2 separate regions of the Sus scrofa genome follow, and region 2 is linked to region 1. Evidence: chromatin contacts called from public HiChIP or PLAC-seq data. All regions are on one chromosome and are shown on one strand. Each heading gives the region's core, a stretch centred on a gene start, on an enhancer-like site or on the middle of the called end of the contact. The rest is flanking DNA. Distances are from core to core; before and after follow the strand shown. Region 1 has its middle 160 kb from the start of NAMPT. Region 2 has its middle 48 kb from the start of PIK3CG.

What was found. HiChIP or PLAC-seq counts read pairs in DNA pulled down with a chosen protein or histone mark.
Region 2: an H3K27ac HiChIP or PLAC-seq map of alveolar macrophages shows a contact between it and region 1. The contact joins two enhancer-like sites. A contact is called at or near these places in 10 of 47 Hi-C or Micro-C datasets (embryonic fibroblasts, fetal liver, fibroblasts and 4 more) and 2 of 2 datasets of contacts at active chromatin or transcription factors (alveolar macrophages and skeletal muscle).

Annotation. Positions count from the first base shown.
Region 1 is chr9:106,320,816-106,323,461 of Sscrofa11.1, forward strand. No RefSeq gene overlaps it. Among named protein-coding and RNA genes, the nearest start is that of NAMPT, 160 kb to the left of the region's middle. Within about 2 kb of position 1,311, at least 7 of the 83 cell types and tissues checked have an H3K27ac peak or open chromatin away from gene starts, as enhancers often do. A contact at or near this core is called in alveolar macrophages, mesenteric adipose tissue and retroperitoneal adipose tissue, where this site is marked.
Region 2 is chr9:106,656,085-106,658,730 of Sscrofa11.1, forward strand. No RefSeq gene overlaps it. Among named protein-coding and RNA genes, the nearest start is that of PIK3CG, 48 kb to the right of the region's middle. Within about 2 kb of position 1,342, at least 24 of the 83 cell types and tissues checked have an H3K27ac peak or open chromatin away from gene starts, as enhancers often do. A contact at or near this core is called in alveolar macrophages, mesenteric adipose tissue and retroperitoneal adipose tissue, where this site is marked.

The DNA.
Region 1 (2,646 bases), core at 61-2,560:
CAGCTCCAGGTGGTGAGGTTGGGGGAAAGGGACCTGAACTCTTACTCACCTCCTATTATTCCCTTTCTATATCCCAAGCCCATGAGCTGCAGATAAGTTCTTCCTTTTAGAAATCTCCAAACTCCCAATACTGTCTCCAGAAAACTCTGCTCACATAGTAGGACCCCTGGCCAGTCTTCCCTGGGGAAGAACTTTCTGGTCTCAGGCACCCCCTCTCCAACTCTCACCATCTCTCCTTCTGTGGGCATCTTGCACCCTCTGAATGCCACAGCTATCAGCTTAGCCAATGGCCATTCTCAGGTTATTCCATGGGCTAATCTCCCCAGCTAGAAGGCAGACTCTTAAAGGAACAGGATCCCCTGTCCCTCCCTTCCTTCCGTATTTTAAATACGAGGGTTTGACCTTGCCCTTGACTTTGGGACAGACAATTCCTGGTGAATAGGGCATAACAGTTCCTGCCCTAACACAAGGTTCAGTTTGGTGGTGGTGGTGGTAGAGGGAAAATATGATGAGAAAATACGCAATTGTAGTAGACCACAGCCGGGGACAGAAATTCACCCATTCATTTATTCATTCACTCATCCCACAAATGTATACAGGGCTGGAACTATGTTAGCCATTGGGGAATACAACTGCTGCGGGCAGAGCCTGTCCTCACCTGTTCACCATCCAGGAAGGGGAAGCCAGGATTAGAGAGCCAAGGGTGGTCAATAGCCTATATTCAGAAGGTGAGATGGAAACAAAGTCCTGAAGCTGCGAGATAAGGGTGATGAACACCAGTTACATGGAAATGAGCAGAAATTGAAGCTGCCGGGACACTTTAGCTCCCCCTTCCTTCTATGTGTTTCTAATCCAGACTTTCTTACTGGGGAAAAATAAAACCAAGAAACAAACCATGCTGTCTGTACATCTGTCATGTTGCACAGGGAAGGGCATCTCCCTCTCCAGGCTAGAGTTGTCTCTGGAAGTGCCTTCCCATGGTGGAAATTCCCAGAGAGCCCACTGGCATGGAAGGAGATATCTGTGTTTTTCTAGAACAGGAGGGGCTAACTTTCCCCTGGAACCTGCTACAAACTGCATTTATATTCCACCCACAGGAGTCCTTTGCTCCTTGATGTAAGAACGTCTTTCATGGAATGGGTTTCTCCATGGGAAGGAACACAGCAAAAAGGTACCAAGACCAGCCCTTGATCCCTTATTTCCACTACCAGCTAAATGGCAGGTTCCTCTCCAGGTACAAAGGTGGGGACCCAGACAAAGCCTGCGTCCTGCCATAGCTCTGGAGCTCTGCGGGGATTTCCACCAGCTCCCTGTCTGTGTCACTCAGTGTAGGGTGTTCCCAGCACGGCTCCCCGCCTCCACGCACCTCCTCCGCACCCCCAGGAGAATTCTGCTGTGTGAGGATGAATCGGCAGAATTTGCCAACAGTTGAGTCGAGGCAGGCATCTGGGTCCCAGTTGGGAGCTGCAACTGTCTCTCCTCCCCTTGGCAGGCAATCTCTCTGCCTAAGAATTGCCTTCCTGGGAGTTCCCATTGTGGCTCAGTGGGATAGGAACCCAACTAGCATCCATGGGGATGAGGGTTCGATCCCTGGCCTCACTATGTGGGTTAAGGATCTGGTGTTGTCGTGAGCTGTGGTGTAGGTCATAGACACAGCTCAGATCCCACGTGTCTGTGGCTATGGTGTAGGCCAGCGTCTGCAGCTCTGATTCAACCCCCTAGCCTGGGAATCTCCATATGCCAAGGGTGTGGCCCTAAAAAGCAAAAAAAAAAAAAAAAAAAAAAAAAAAAAATTGCCTTCCTGCTCAGTCCCTATGTCACATGCTCCTAGCCATTCTTCAGCTCTGTCCCCACTGCTGGCGCCGCTCAGGAAGAAGGGCAGGGAGGTTCCAACTCCCCAGGGTGAGTCCTTTGTGGCCCACACGGCTCTACAGACATGCCCGCAACATTACAGGCATGAGAACACAGCGCCGCCCAACAGCAACTGAACCCCCAAAACACTGATTTACATTTTCTACAGAATTAAGTGATTCTTTAGAGGTGGTGTGGACTCTTCAGAGAGAGGGATGTTGGCCTGAGGCTGGAGTAGATGGGCCCAGTTTTACAAATCATTTCTTCTCTGTGGCTGACCTTCTATGGCATAACACAAGGCCTTTGTTTTTCCTTCAGTTTGAGAACTTTCCCTTCTGACCTTGCTTTGCATAAGATACCTATGAAAGGTCAAAGATAAAGCCGCTGACAATCCCAGCATCTCACTGGAGACAGACATTTTTATCACCTCTCATCAGGGTGAGTCACCAAGGGGATATTTTGATTCCATCTCCTTTCCTTTTTTTCACATCCCCTCCTGTGTGATGTGAACAAGCCAGGAAATTTTTGCTTTCTTAATAATACATATCTTATTATGAGGCTTATAGCATCCTGCTAGGGTGAGCAGAGAAAGTCTTACCCCAATTTTTCAGATGGGGAAACTGAGGCTCAGAGACGTTGCACAACCTAGCCAAAGTTGCCCACGTGGAAAGTGGGAGAATCTGGTCTGAATTTTTTCTTTTTCTTTTCATTCTTTCTTTTCTTTTTTCTTTTTTTTTTCCTGCAGCATATGGAAGTTCCCAGGCCAGGGTTCGAATCCGTGCCACAGCTGTAACC
Region 2 (2,646 bases), core at 92-2,591, 340 kb after region 1:
TGGGGTTGTGATCCCTGGAGAAATCGTCAAGGAAAGAATTTATGTCCTTCATCCTGGATAGTTCTTACTGCCAATGGTGAGAGGTTTTGATCCAGATGAGATGGCCTCTGGCAGTCCCCACCATCAGGTGACTCTAGGATTAAGAATGGTTCCATACCTTTCACAGGGCCCACCTGACATGTCAGTGCTTCAGAGCTACAGTGCTTGCAGAATTATCACAGTTACTGAGTGGGATTATTGTGCCTCATTAAACATTAAATATATCTAAAGAATGGCACTGCATAAACATACTATGGGCTTGTAGCATCTTAACTGGATCTAATCATCACATCCCAGAAATCTAAAATCTAATATAGACAATTAGGTTTAGTAGAAGAAGAGGGAAATGAAAGCTTATGACCGGGACAGTTATAAGAAAGAGGCTTATTAAAAGTGAATGTGGGAGTTCCCCCCGTGGTTCAGCGGTAACAAACCCAACTAGTATCTATGAGGACATGGGTTCTGGCCCTACTCAGTGGGTTAAGAAACTGGCGTTGCTGTGAGAGCTTTGGTACGGGTCACAGACTTGGCTCAGATTTGGCATTGCTGTGGCTGTGTCTGTGGCGTAGGCTGGCAGCTGCAGCTCTGATTCGACCACTAGCCTGGGAATTTTCATATGCTGCAGGTATGCCCCTGCAAAGACCACCCTCAAAAATAAATAAATAAATACATAAATACATAAATAAATAAATAAATATGAATGCAGTGGGAAAGACACTATTTATCTGTCTCTAGTCCTAACAAACGGTAGTGTTCTTGGTATCAGCTATTTTCCCACCTGTCCAGTAGGTGTCAGTGTAAGACAGTGTTCCTAGAACTGACGAAGCTTTAAACGAGAAACAAAAAATAGACTATGAAGTTATAAAAGAAAGATGTAATAAAGATGGGGCTACAAAAATTCCACATAAGATTTTAAATGACATTATTTAAAAATAGGCTGACCTAAACAAAAATTCCTCATGGGTGAGATGACAGAGTTGGACAAGGGGGGGCTCAGAAGACCCCATCTGGCTTTCAGATTCCTTGTGAAGTCAGCAGGAATTCCTGCTCTGAATGCATCCAGCAGAACTCAGCATTGCTGTAAGAGCTGGTCACTATTAACTAGTACAAGAACCAATGAACAGCCAGCCAGACCCTTTAAAAAAAAAAGAGAGAGAGAGAGAGATACTTCCCTGCTTCTCAGAGATTTACCAGATAAAACAGAAATCCTATAATCCACAGAAATAGATCATTACAAGGATTATAAAAGTGAACCAAGGAAAAAGGGGAAACGAAGGTCATATGAGCAGTGTGTAGAATATGTTGAGTCATGCAGGGTGTGCTGCCTGGAGTTGTCCTTTGACCTGGAATGGAAGAGAAGAGAGCCACAAAACCAGGGCTCCACCTGAGCCCCGCCCTTCTGCTCTACATGCAATTTTCCTCCTCCGAATATGAATGAATGCACTTTATACTCTGATAAAGGGCAAGCAATAAATAACATTAAAAAGAATTATTTTTTTAATTCACTCTATAAAGGTACTATTGATATGATAAAGGAAAAATAAGGGGAAAGGGCATATCTACTGAGTACCTCACACACAGAGTATGTCATATGATCCTTACCAAAATCCTGAGATACACTGAAGCACTATGCTGTACACCAGAAGCTAACAACACGGTAAATCAACTAGACTTCAATTTTTTAAAAAAATCCTGAGATGTAAGCGATATTGTTCTTATTTTTAGATAACGGATCCAAGGCTCACTAAAGTTACATAACTTGCCTGAGATTACAATAGCTAATACTGATGAGCAAGTACTCTGCACCAGATATGTAAATGCACCAGCAACAATCCTATGAAAAAAGTTACTATGTGTTCATTTTGCAGAACAGGACATTAAGTCTCACAGAAAAGAAGTTCTTGCTTCCCCAAGGTCACAGAGCTCCGAATTAGTCCAGCTGAAATTCAAACTCACGGGCTGCATGTGGGTTCTCTGGAGAGCAGACTGAAATGGAATGAAGGCTGCAGTGTTTATTGCGGAATGCCTTAGGATTAGCACCTGTGGAAGGAAGGCATGAAAGCAGGACTGGGAGGCCCATGTGAATTGCTGGGCCCTGGGCCAAATAGCTAGGCTTATATACACCTGCCATAATCCGTCATTGGCTGTGGACATGGCCTAGGCAGCTGAGGCAGACCCTGAGGGGCTAGCAGCTGACAAGCATCTGCTGATCACACCCCTTTCTGGAAAGGACATCTGGGCAGCCCCTCCACGTTCCTCGCACCCTGTCTGTGTCTTAGCCCAGTTCACATTTTTTGGCTACAGCATGATGGTCGAGGCCAGAAGGGAGACAGGAGACCTTGATGGAATTTTCATCGTGGGGCTGCTGCTGATGAGGCCGGGCCCCAGCTTCTCACCCCTTAGATGCTTCAAACAGCATCAGCAGAAGTCGAGAAAGGGGTGGAGGCTGACAGCGCTGACTCAACAGCAGGGTCAGTCATTAAATGATTGTTGTTGATTGACACCATCTAGGTAGCTTAGAAAGGGAGGTTCCAACCCACTCACAGACCCGATAGTTGGTCTGGGCACTTCCGTGGTATAGGAACATCTGATCACCGGCTGCTTGCC